Linked DNA regions of Mus musculus: region 1 is linked to region 2. The links are chromatin contacts, called in public HiChIP or PLAC-seq maps. All regions are on one chromosome and are shown on one strand. The core of a region is the stretch at or near the end of the contact, and the rest is flanking DNA. Distances in the headings are between cores, read along the strand shown.

What was found. HiChIP or PLAC-seq counts read pairs in DNA pulled down with a chosen protein or histone mark.
Region 1: an HNF4G HiChIP or PLAC-seq map of pancreatic cancer cells shows a contact between it and region 2. The contact joins the promoter of S100a3 here to the promoter of Trim46 in region 2. A contact is called at or near these places in 1 of 39 promoter capture datasets (pre-B cells) and 1 of 115 datasets of contacts at active chromatin or transcription factors (pancreatic cancer cells).

The regions. Positions count from the first base shown.
Region 1 is chr3:90,598,699-90,604,657 of GRCm38.p6, reverse strand. It overlaps S100a3 (S100 calcium binding protein A3), which reads right to left and starts at 4,444. Exons shown (of 3, transcript NM_011310.3): 1 at 4,390-4,444; 2 at 2,733-2,878; 3 at 1,952-2,467. The coding sequence starts at 2,873. The coding sequence ends at 2,303. S100a4 (S100 calcium binding protein A4) reads right to left here and starts at 888. Exons shown (of 3, transcript NM_011311.2): 1 at 852-888.
Region 2 is chr3:89,241,132-89,247,591 of GRCm38.p6, reverse strand. Trim46 (tripartite motif-containing 46) reads left to right here and starts at 1,695. Exons shown (of 10, transcript NM_183037.2): 1 at 1,695-1,877; 2 at 3,181-3,442; 3 at 3,665-4,008; 4 at 5,074-5,217; 5 at 5,330-5,425. The coding sequence starts at 1,815. Krtcap2 (keratinocyte associated protein 2) reads right to left here and starts at 1,154. Exons shown (of 5, transcript NM_025327.3): 1 at 1,077-1,154; 2 at 660-814; 3 at 464-527. The coding sequence starts at 1,080.

The sequences.
Region 1 (5,959 bases), core at 3,195-5,694, 1.4 Mb before region 2:
CCACAAGCACCAGGCCCTGGCCCATTCTTCTCCCTCCCAGCGTTGGGCGCGGCTGCTGGCTGCCTGCCCAGAGGCAGACAAAAAAAAGTGGAAAAACCCCAGCTGCCTAATAGGAGTAAGATGAAGTGGCAGAGGTAGGGATGCAAGAGGAGAGGGTGGGGAAGCCAGGCTTTCTTGGCCTAGGTGCTATATGTTCATAGGGCTATTAAAAATAAGACACACTACAAACACGAATGCCTGCAGGAGGGTGCTGGAGAGATAGCTCAGTGGGTAGAGGTGCTTGCCACCAAGCTCCAGGGCCTGAGTTTGATCCCCACAGCCCACATGCTAGAAGGAACAGATTGACTCCCACACAAATTGTCCTTTGGCTCCCACAATGTCGCCTTGGCATTTGCTCCAGCCCAACCCATACGCTCATACACACAAATAAAAACTGTAATTTAAATACTGTAAAACAAAAAGGCCTACTGATGCCTTCGCTTTGCTTCCTGTACCCGAGTGTCCACACACTGTCTTGTATTACCCAGCAACACGAGTCAGCATCCTATGCATGACAGTGACTCCCAAGCACCACCAATATACACTATAGCAACATGCAAGCCAGCCTCAGTATCTCAAAACCTCCGGGAGCTCAGATGTAGCCATTTATACACTTTTTTTTTTTTTTTTTTTTTTTTTGGTTTTCATTCTCGTGAAAAACACACACACACACACACATACATGAACCTCCACATCAGAATCTCTCATCTGGATTTATTAAAGACATCTGTTCCCCCAGCAGCCCCCCTTTCTTCTACCCTAGCCTCAGCCTCTAATGCCGCTAGCAGTGCTATCAGACCAACACAACTCACCAGACCAAGAGAGAGGAAGTGCTGAATAGAGAGGTTTGGGGAGAGCCCAACAATCTGACCTATTTATACCCTGCCAGGCCCTGCCCATGCAGAGGATGGGGGAACATGGATACTGTGCTCTTGCTGTTGGTTGATGTAGTAAATGTCATAGCACCCTCGACCAGCCCAGTCTGGGAACCAGGCTTCCTGCTCCCTCCCCAGCAGGCACAATCAAGTAGTGAGTGAGCTCCAGTGGGCACGGCAGAGACTTGGATGGGGTGGACACCACCAAGCAGCCACAGCTCAGCCAGAAGTTTAGGAAGCTTTGAGAACGGGCAACCTGGACATGAGGTGTGGGCCACAGGAAAGGAGATGGAGATGTTATGGGCAAGGGATAAGGAGCTGCCCTGGAAATATGTGGCCCAGGAACGAAGGAGGTGACCCCAGCCAGTGGGACAATGTCAGCACTTCCCTCCAGCCTAAACAGCTTCTTGTCACAATCAGGAAGACCCAGGATAGAGGCTAGCAAGTCAGGAGGGACCTTGGGACCACCCCAGGTATGAAGTAGGAGCTATACCTAGGAGGCCATGATGGAGTTAGGGTGGCAGTGTGGCCTGGAGGTTTTCGAATGGATGGAAGCTGGAGTAAGGATATTGAGGAATGACAGGAGCATTCGGGGTTGAATGTTCAGCTTGAAGAAGAGAGTTAAAGAGGAAATAGGTAAAAGGGGGAGTCAGGATTAATCTCTAAGGATAGGGTACAAATTCGGGGATTGAGTGAAGGTTAGATGGAGGTTTGGCTTTGGGCTCCCACAACCATACTCTCCTTGCAGCATCTGGTCAGAAGTACCTCCCAAGGAGCCCCTTGTCCTCCTTGAAAGTCCAAGATAAGGACTTCTATCTCAAGACAGGGGACAGAGAGAGACAGAGACCCTCCAGTCTCATCTGATAGGACACGTGTTACCCCTACCCTCCTGAAATGTGTGCATTTCTACAGGGCCTGACACCGCTTTGGGGGTCCATGCCTTCCATGGTAAGCCTCCTACCTCCAGTAGTAAGGAGCATAAAGGAACAAGGACTCGGTCCCAAGGCCCAGTGTGTCCCATCAGAAAAAAACAAAAGTAAGCCAAGAAGACATTTCTTTATTGGGAGTTGAGGAGGCCCCTGCCACAGCGGTCCCAGTTGTGTGCACATGGCTGAGCAGAGATGTTCTTCCCTTCCAAGAAGAGAAGCGGCAAAGGCTGGCTACTGTCCCACCCCTCACAAGCTAGACATCCCTAGGAAAGCCTCGAAAGCTCATGGGTAGCTGGGTGGGGTTAGCACATCAAGAACTTGGCAAGTCTAGATTGAAAGGGGTACCACAGAGAGAGTGGGAAGGGTGTGGCTACACACCCAGGACCACCTCAAGGACAAAGATGGAGGACTGGAGCAGACCCTGCCCTTCTGGGATAGCGTACACCTTTGGATCAGAGGCTACTGGGGGCAAGGAGGCTCAGGGGGGCACTCTTTGAAGTACTCGTGGCAGTAGAGACAGAGGCTGGCAAGTGAGCGCACGTACTCCCCAAAGTCCACTTCGCAGTCTTTGTTGGTATCCAGAACACTCATGAATTTATTGTAGTCACACTCCCGGAACTCACTCTGTGGAAGGGATGAGAAGGCAGGGTCAGGAAACCAGAATAAGGAGCCAAAGTAGCTTCCCACACCACTCCCCTCCGATGGTTAGGCTGCCCCATTCCAAACCAAAACCCTCATGGGGCCAACCTCATCCTACCCACCTGATAAGACACCCATTTCAGTCCCCCTTCCCAGCCCTGTGTCTCAGCTCATGTGCTACCCTATGCTGCTGCTTGGCCCTAGGCCACGATTTGCAGAGTCCAAGTGGGGAGAGATATGAGGTGCTCACCGGCGTCCAGGTGGGCAGCTCCTTCTGCAACAACTCCTTGAGCTCCGACTGGCAGATCTTGTATTTATCCCCACAGCGCCCTGCATACTCCTGGAAGGTGCACACGATGGCAGCTACTGCCTGCTCCAGGGGCCGGGTCATCCTCACTGTCACAAAACAAGGGTATGACTCGCAAGGAATCAATTCACCTCCCCGCTGTGCCTGTTGTGATTTTTCTAGACAGAAGTTTCAGTTCCCTGACATCACCATAAATTCCTCAGGAGCAGAATATCTACCACCTTCACCCCAACTGGGAGCCTCCCTCTGACTCTGACTCCCTCCCATCGTTTCCCATCACAACACCTGGGAATTCTCAGTCTTTTATTGGGCACCATTCCATGTGATGCTGCCCTTGATCCTAGAAAGCCTCTGCCTTTTGGAGACCTGGAGCGTCATCCTGTAAGAGCTTGCACAGGAAGCCCTGCCCAGGGCTTCTTTGTCCAGATCCTGGTGAGGCTAATGCCAGAGGCAGTGGTGAGGCCTGACAGGACCCCTCCACCTCACTATGCCTCCTACCCTGAACTCAAAGAAACTGCAATTGAGGACCCTCATTCTATTGTGCACTCTGAAGCCCTGAGCGAACTGTTTCTCTCTGGGTCTCAGTTGTCTTATCTGCAAAGTGGGATAATCTAGCCTCACAGGCCTAGTCAGAAACATGGACCAGGTGGCGTCTGCAGAGTCCACCAGTTCATACATAGATCTACTCATCTATGACCTACTCCATCCTTTAGCTATCCTCCCATCCCCCGGGGGACCTCAGAAGGCTTTGAGAAGAGTCCCCCACTGAGATGGAAGGGAAACACTTCCTAGAATTCCTTCCTTCACCCCACATCTATTGTCCCCTTCCATTGCCCATGCAGCCTGGGCGAACCCTGGGCTGGCAGGGAGGCAATGGAGTTGTTTCCATGTGAGTCCAATGACTCACTCCTGACTCCCTCGGGGGACTAGAGTCCTCCAACACAGGGTAGCCAGAGCCAAGACTCTTCCTGGTGAGTTCCCTCTATGGGGAGCAAATAGCTAGCAAGACTGTAGCTGGCAGGAAAGTAGGAGAATGGGGCTGAAGTGTCAAGCATTATGGGGGTCTAATTCTCTGTGATAGCCTGGCACTGCAGCAAGGATCCATGTTCCCAGAAGAGGAAAGCACCATGATCCTTGGAGAGGAAAGAGGGGTGATCCCAGGAGCTCGGCTCCTCTGAGCCCTTCTGATTCCTCCCAGCCTGCCTGGCGCCACTTCAGTTGCTATTTCAGAAGCACAGGGCTTGAAGACTCAAAGGAATCCTCTCTTCTCCTGCAGCCCTGGCCTGTCCCAACTCGTCCCCAGGAATGAAGCAAAGAGTCAAGGAGCAAAAGCACGGAGCTCACTAAGGGCTACCCCAGAAGCATAGCTGGCTACTGTCCCCCCCACATCAGTACAAGATCGTGGCTGGGCACACTACCCAAAACAAACTTCCTTACAGCTCCTTAGTGTACAAGGGACCCTCTGAGTCCCCATCACCTGCTCACATCAGCTTTCTGCTCCCATATCCAGACCCTGTCTCCAGGAACAGGCTACCTGTTGAGGGCTTTCTGAGCTGCCCCAACTCCGAGCCCAATGCAGTTCCCAAGCAACCATACTCACCACTGCTGCTGTTGCTTCAGCTGTAGGAGCCTACCAACTGGGTGTCCCTATTTGTAGCCTCTCGAGAGATGAAGGGAGCAATTATAAGGACCCAAGTAGGTCAACGCTGAGGCTGCCCTCAGGGTCCCCTGCCTCCATCCCTCAGTAGCCTCTATTACAGGCCCACCGCCCACCTAGCAACGCACACATCAAAGACCCAGTCAGAGTCTCAGGCACCGCTCCCCTACTCATTCCCCCCTCTGCCCTTCCCCAAAGCTGGGAACTGGTAACAGCTTCCTGCTTGCATCTTCCAGCTACACACATCCCTCTACTGAGCTCTTTATTGTGAAGAGACCAAGAATACAAAATGGGGACACATCTTGGGCTCTCTTAGGGTGTACCTCCAGAGAGTATCTGTGCAGGGGAGACCTTGGGAGCATCTGGCTAAGGCTCCTATTTACAGGTGAGGAGTCTGAGGCCATGGAACACCCTCTCTGCCCAGCCTCCAGAGCACTGAGTGTTGGGTGGCCTTTGACTGTGAATTGCTTATTTCGCTGGAGGAAAGGAGGTATTTTTGAAGCCTAGAGAGAAGGCTGTTCTCTGAGGCAGCCACCAGCTGTCAGGGCTTGAACTTTCTTGCCTTTCTGCTCCAAGTGATAATGGATGAACTTGGGTCACAGATTCATGAGAAAGCTGGCATGTCCCCAAGCTCCAGAGCTCACAAGGTTCCACTGTTGTGTTCTGTGCTGGGGCGAGTGACTTTCCAGGCAGTCCTGGGGCAGAGTGTTCGTTTTTTGGCTTAAGCATATTACCCCATGGGGTTCCAGGATCAAGTCTCTACTTATCACCTCTGTGAGCCCTGGGCTTCATCTTGTGTCTTTTCCCCCAAATCATCAAACCCAAATTTGAGAGTGGGTATGGCCAGAGCCCTCAGGGTGCCCGCCCTGCTCAGCTTCACAGACTTTGCCATCACTTGAGGTTTTCGGTTTTGTTTTTGTTTTTTAAACAAGTTTTTATTTGTTTGGTTTGGTTTATTGTTGTTTTAAAGATCTGATTTTATTTTGAAAGATTGTAATTTATTTTCCCTTATGTGTCTGTCTGTGAGTGTTGTCTGTATTAGTGCAGGTACCTATAAAGGCCACAGGCACTGAGTCCCCACAGAGTTGGGGTTACAGATAGTTGTAAGCCCCCTGATGTGGGTGCTGAGAACCAAATCTGGGTCCTCTGCAAGAACAGCAAGTACTCTTAACCTCTGGGCCATCTCTCCAACCACAGAGGAACTCGTTTTGTTTGTTGAGACAGAGTCTCTCTACATAGCTATCTCCTGGCTATCCTGGAACTCACTCTGTAGACCAGGCTGACCTTAAACTCACAGAAATCTGCCTGCCTCTGCCTCCCAAGTTCTGGGGTGAGAGGTGTGCACCACCATGTCTGGGCTTAATTCCTTGTTGGTCTTTGATGTTTGAACTTGATCATTTTAATTCTGCCTGGCATTTCTGGCTATTCTTTGTTTTCCCCTGCCATTCTTAGCTGGCATGGGGGAGACCACCACTGACCAGACATGGAAATACCCTCCTGCTGCTTCTCTGTT
Region 2 (6,460 bases), core at 446-2,945:
CTATTCTCCTTCTGTCAGGGGTCCTGCTATTGGTAACATCCCAGTGAACACAGACTTCACAATCTCCTCCAGCAGCAGTCAATAGTGCGGGCTCAGTTCCACATCAGAATCCCTCAGTGGGCTTGGTTTTGCTTTCTTCTCTCACAGGGACAAAGAACACCTTCTCCTGGATGCCTATCAGACATCAGCCCAGGCTTGACTGTTCACTTGAAACCTGTCCTGAGAGCAGACCAGGTTGGCCTTTTTCTTTCTTTTCCTCTCCCTCCCCTCCCCTCCCCTCCCCCCTTTTTGTGCTTCTCTTCCAGCTCCAATAAAATGCTTAATCTGAAAGCATCTTCTGTCTTCAAGATTGTGTTAAGCAAATGTATTTCTCCTTTATCATCTAAGCACAGGGAAATTCGGCATCATGTTTGGGAGAGGTTTAAAAAAAAAAGAGTCCAGTTAACTATTGAGTTTCACTTACTCTCAGGGAAGATTTTTGCTTGGAAGCCTTTACCAAAGACCAGATTCTCCAGATTATTGAAGGCCTGGGTGATGTAATTAAGGAGAAACTCACGCAACAAGATAGGAAGTAGAGGGACTGCAAAGCCCTTGCCACCCACTCCCGCCCATGTTCTGTTCATACACCCCCGCCTCCCCTTCCAGCGCGAGGAAGATACAGTCAGGGAGAAGACGAAAAGGCCGGAGCCCAGCAGGCCCCCCTGAATGGTGAGCCACTCGGTGGAGGCCAGCTGGCGGCTGTAGATCTGCATGCCAGCGAAGAGCAGCAGGGACAGGAGGGAGGACAGCGCCAAGGAGGTCCCGGTACCGACTACTATAAATGAGAAAAAGAGTCAGGCTAAGATTCAGGCAGATTCACTCCGGAGCTTGGCTCACCAACCACTTCCAAGTGACCCAGCCCCCACCCCACAGCGACCTCCAGGAACCACCCGGCCCTGCACACCCAAGTTCCCGCCTGTCCGGAGGAAATGCTAGTTCCCAGGACACGTCAGCTTTACCGAGGCTACGGAGAAAAGAGGACCACCCCAACGCCCACTCCCGCTAGAGCAGCCCGGGCATCCCGCCGGTGCGGTTACCCATCACGCCCCGTCCGTGGTCCAATCCGTGTCCCTGGAGAAAGAGGGGAGCCAAAGCCGGCGCGGTTGTCTGTACGCAGGCGTCGGGGCCAACGTGGACTTGCTTTACTTCTTCCTCTACGCGCCTTGGGTGCAGCGCCCTCTTGTGGCAAGGAGGAAATAATGCTTCTAAGAGCATTCTAGGCCACCGCCCTGCTTGGTCTCCAGCCTTCTGTAGCCAAGGCATCTGCTGTCTCTCTGGACAAGCTGCACTCATCTTTCAGTCATGATCCCATGGCCTAGAGTCACCTGTGCCTTCATTGCTATTCATGTCATCTCCCGTACAACTTCCTCAGACCTCCCTGACCCACTATAATTGCCTCAACAACTCCCGAAGATATGTGCCACCCAAGATGTAGCACCGTCCACCTGGAGTTGTTCTTCTGAAACGAGCTTCGTGCTTTATGTGAGTAGTATGACCAGGAATCGATGCAAGCTTCTAATAGGAGGAATGGTTCCTACCTCAAATACCCTCCATGTTACCCACCCCCTAGACCGCCTTTGGAGAACCACGTGGGAAGAACTATTTCCCACCCCCTACCTCGACGGACGCAGTTCGAAGCTAGTCCCTGGAGCATGCGCAGTGACATCTCACCCTCCCCACCCCTCCCTTCACCCCACCCGGCTCCTGCATTAAGCCCCGGGTTCGCAGCAGCAGCCAGGATCGGGCACCCGGGGGCGGGCGGGCACAGTAGGGCCATGGCTGAGGGTGAGGATATGCAGACCTTCACTTCCATCATGGATGCACTAGTCCGCATCAGTGTGAGTTAAGGTGGGGTCAAGGGGAAGGGAGGGGATGTAAAGGGTCGGGGCAAGCCAGACCCTTGAACAGGTGGGGGTCCAGGAAGAATATGGATTATAGAGAAGGGATTAGTTAAGACAGAAATGACTGGGAGGGCGGAGACGCAAGTGTGGAGGGATCCTGGGGACAGCCGAGTGGTGAGACTCCCGTTTGCTGGGGTGTAGGCAGCGAGAAGCTGCCCGGACCCAGCGGGTAGGCTTGGGGTAGCTGCCAGGCGTGCACCAGGGCTATGAGAAGGGGCATGTGTGAGCTTGGATGTTTTCCAAGAAACTGAGGACAGGTGTGGCGGGGGGTGGGGTGGGGTGATGAAAAAACCGCTCCTGGGTGCAGTTCCCAATTTGGACCCCTCCCGACCACCCCCCCTACCGCCCCCAACCCCCCCCCCCGCTAGCTGCCGTGCAGCCTCCCGTTGCCATGGTAACCCGTGCCCGTCTCTCCCAGAGGCGGTGCCAACCCTGCTCCCCCCCACCACTTCCTTCCCCCTCCCTCCCTCTCCCTCCCTCCTTTGTGTCAGCTGCGCCCCTGACCGGGATGGCTGCGAAGAGAGGGACCAAGGTGAGGTGTGGGGGTGGGGAATAGCCAGAAGACCCCTCACCAAAAGGGGGAGGGATACTTCCGGTGGGGAGGGGGCAGGTAGGCGGGGCGCTCCTTCCTCCCCCACCCTAGATTGAGCAAAGGGTTGAAACAGGCCGAATTTCTCCACCAGACTGGGTCTGATAGCTCTAGTATAGAAGGCAAAGAGAGATGGGTTGATTTGGGGAGACTGGAAGAAATAGAATTGAAGAATGGAGGATGGGTGCTGGGGCGCCGGCCAGTGCCCAGCCGGTTCAGAGAGCTAGCGCACCCTGGCCGCGGGGAGCAGTCATGCGTCTAAGGGTTGCTAGAGAAAGGGGCGGGGGACAACACCCAGCTGTAGAATGGGTGGTGCCCTTGAAATAAATGCTATTAATCCAGAGATGGAGGGATGGAGACAGGTGAGGCGGGAGGACTGCCTGCCAGCACTGCTGCAGCGGGAGTGATGGGGGTGGGGCGCGATGGTGGGGGAGGCCAGAGCTCCAACTGTACCTTCTTGGTGGACCTTAAGCTCCCCAAGAGGGGCGCTGAAGCAGGAGACAGAGAGCTGGGGAGGTGTGTGAACCAACGAAGGCGGGTACTGGGCCAAAGCAGTAGGTAGCTTGTGCTGCCCTTCCTGGCAGCCAAGGGACCGGGCTGAGATTTGCCCAAGTGTCCTAGCTCTCACACAACCTCCTGGTCCCTCCACAGACAAGCATGAAGAACATGGAGAAGGAACTGCTGTGCCCAGTGTGCCAAGAGATGTACAAGCAGCCACTAGTGCTGCCTTGTACCCACAACGTGTGCCAGGCCTGTGCCCGGGAGGTTTTGGGCCAGCAGGGGTACATAGGCCATGGTGGGGATCCGAGTTCGGAGCCCACTTCTCCTGCTTCCACCCCTTCTACCCGCAGCCCCCGCCTCTCTCGGAGAACTCTCCCCAAGCCAGATCGCTTGGACCGGCTCCTTAAGTCAGGTGGGGCTGGGGCCTGTGGGATGGGGTGGGGATGTAGAAAGATGGAAGAGGGTCAGGGGCATCTGTCTGTCATTCTGGGGTGGAGCTTCTTACTGCTTGTCTGAAATTCTAATGAGAGCTGATCTCTGGCGCAATGAAATTAATTCCACGTTTTAATTGATCAGATGTCACCCACCCCAGCCAGCTGTAATTCTCACCTGTGCCTCCTGGGTCCATCTACAGGCTTTGGGACATACCCTGGGCGGAAGCGTGGTGCCTTGCACCCCCAGACGATCCTATTCCCGTGCCCAGCCTGCCAAGGCGATGTGGAGCTGGGGGAGAGGGGCCTTTCCGGGCTTTTCCGAAACCTGACCCTAGAGCGAGTGGTGGAGAGGTACCGCCAGAGTGTGAGTGTGGGAGGAGCCATCCTGTGCCAGTTGTGCAAGCCCCCACCACTAGAGGCCACCAAGGGCTGCACAGAGTGTCGAGCTACCTTCTGTAACGAATGCTTCAAGCTCTTCCACCCCTGGGGCACTCAGAAGGCGCAGCATGAGCCCACGCTACCCACTCTTTCATTCCGCCCCAAGGTGAGCCAGTTCTTGCGGGGGTCTGAAGTGGGAGGGGCTACAGTGGTGCTGAACCAGAGGTTGGAGATGACTGGCATGTGGGGTTCTAAAGAGGGCTAGGTAAGGTTTTGTGTGTGTGTGTGTGTGTGTGTGTGCGCGTGCGCGTGCGCGTGCACGTGTGAGACAGGGTCTTAGAGCTGGAGAGAGGCAGCTCTCTGATTAAGAGCTCTTCCAGAGAATCACATTTGTTTCCCTGTAATTGCAGCTCCAGGGGTACATCACCTCTGGCCTCTTCTGTCTCCTGCACTTACATGCACATTTCTACACATAGACACATACACATAATTCAAAATAAAATATTAAGAAAAAAAAACAGGACAGTGCTTTGCCATATAGCCCAGGCTAGCCTTGAACTCATGGAAATCCCATTTTCTCGGTTTCCTGAGCACTAGAATTACGGACACGCACCGTCAGATCGGGCTGTCTATCAGTCCGTGTCTCTAACATCCACTAAACAGAAGATTCAACATCTATGGGACTCTCATCTCACCAGCTGCATAGAGATGAGAGAATCTACTCTGCTGTAACTATACCTGCAGGACTGTTGATAGGATCACAGGAGATGTTCGTTATCTGGCTAAGCATGGTGGCGCATGCCTGAGCCCCCAACACTTGGAAGGGTAAATAAAGAGACTTGGAGGTTAAAGGCCAGCCTGGGTACACAGGAAAACTCTGCCTCAGAAAAGTTGTTTATTAACAAAAAAAAAAAAAAAAGTTGTTTCTATGCAGGATGCTTTTCTAGGAATTGGGCGCAATGGTGAACAAAGGTGAACTCTATCACCATTGTTATACTATGAACTTAGGAAGTAAATGAAGGAGCAGTGCTAGGCCATGGCCTGGTCAGCTCACAAATGCTTTAATGCCTAGTGTTCACCATTGGGTGGCGCTAGGGAGCACAATAACTGGTTCGCTATTTCCACTTCCTTCTCATCTGACTGCTGGAGATGACCGGCAAGCAATTGCTGGTAGATCAGCATCCTTACACACACAAGTGGCTGACTGTTTCATTATTTTTTGCATCCCTAGGGTCTGATGTGTCCAGACCACAAGGAAGAGGTGACCCACTACTGTAAGACATGTCAACGACTGGTGTGCCAACTCTGCAGAGTACGGCGTACCCACAGTGGGCACAAGATCACACCAGTGCTCAGTGCCTACCAGGCCCTCAAGGTAAAGACCCCTTACCTCCTCAGCCCTAGCGCCAACGCACACCACCACACACCTCCTACTGACTTGCTTCTTGCAGAGCCAGGATGATGCCCACCTCTTTCTTTGCCCTTAGGATAAGCTAACAAAGAGCCTGGCATACATCTTGGGAAACCAGGACACTGTGCAGACCCAGATTTGTGAGCTGGAAGAGACCATCAGGCACACTGAGGTGAGGAAGGGCATGGACGTGCGCCTTCAGTCCCTCGTGGGTGGCCATGTCCCATTGTCTTACTGCCAGTTCAGAGCCCACAGGAGGAGGGTGTGTGTTGGTGGAGGCTCTGGTTAAACTTCATTGGCAAGAACACCAGTACTCTGGGTTGGGCTGGAGCTGGGGCTGCAGGGAGCGTAGGAGGGCAATAGCTGGGGGCTAAGGAGCTCAAATATACTTAGATTCAACATGAGCACAACCATGAAGCTAGGGGTGGGGAACAAGCACCTTCTGTTGGGTTGTCTGAATTAGCGGGCAGTGCAATGGATGGTGGTGATGGCACAGTCACCAGTGTGCTGCAGCTAGTGGTCCACACGTGGACATTAGTGCAGTCGTGGCGTGGCCTTTCTTATTTGAGTGAGATATAAAAAGATTAAGACTATGAAAGAGCTAGGGTAAAATATGAGCAGTTAGTGTAATGGTGATTTCAAGTTGCAGTTGCTGGACAAACTGTAGGCTCAGAAAGGGCAGTTACTGCATTTTCTGACATGTATCCAGATAGGCGGGTATTTTGGAAAAGGCCCTCCTTCACACACTGAGGCCCCAGCACAGTCTTGTTTGACGGATCCTGGAAACTAGGGCTGCGATGTATTCAAATGACCAGCTATTTAAAGGAGCTCTTAACGTCCACTAGTTTTTAGCCTTTCCCTGTTTGTCTCTTAGCAACATGGTTAGGATCGACTACTCCAGCCCGTAAATCCACGTATCCCATCATTTCTTCACAAATACAGTGCCCTGGAATGGACGGGGCCTGTGGTGGGGCAGTGTGCATCTCCATCATGGGGGGGGGGGGGAGCACATGAGGGCTGGAGAGACGAGTCAGTGGCTAAGAGCACCTACTGCCTTTGCAGAGGACCCAGGGTCAGTTCCAGCAACTACAAGGCAGCTCATGATCACCTGGAATCTACTCCAGGGGCTCTGATACCATCCTCTGGGCTTCACACACACACACAATCTCATATACACATACACACACACAAATGAAATAGATATTTT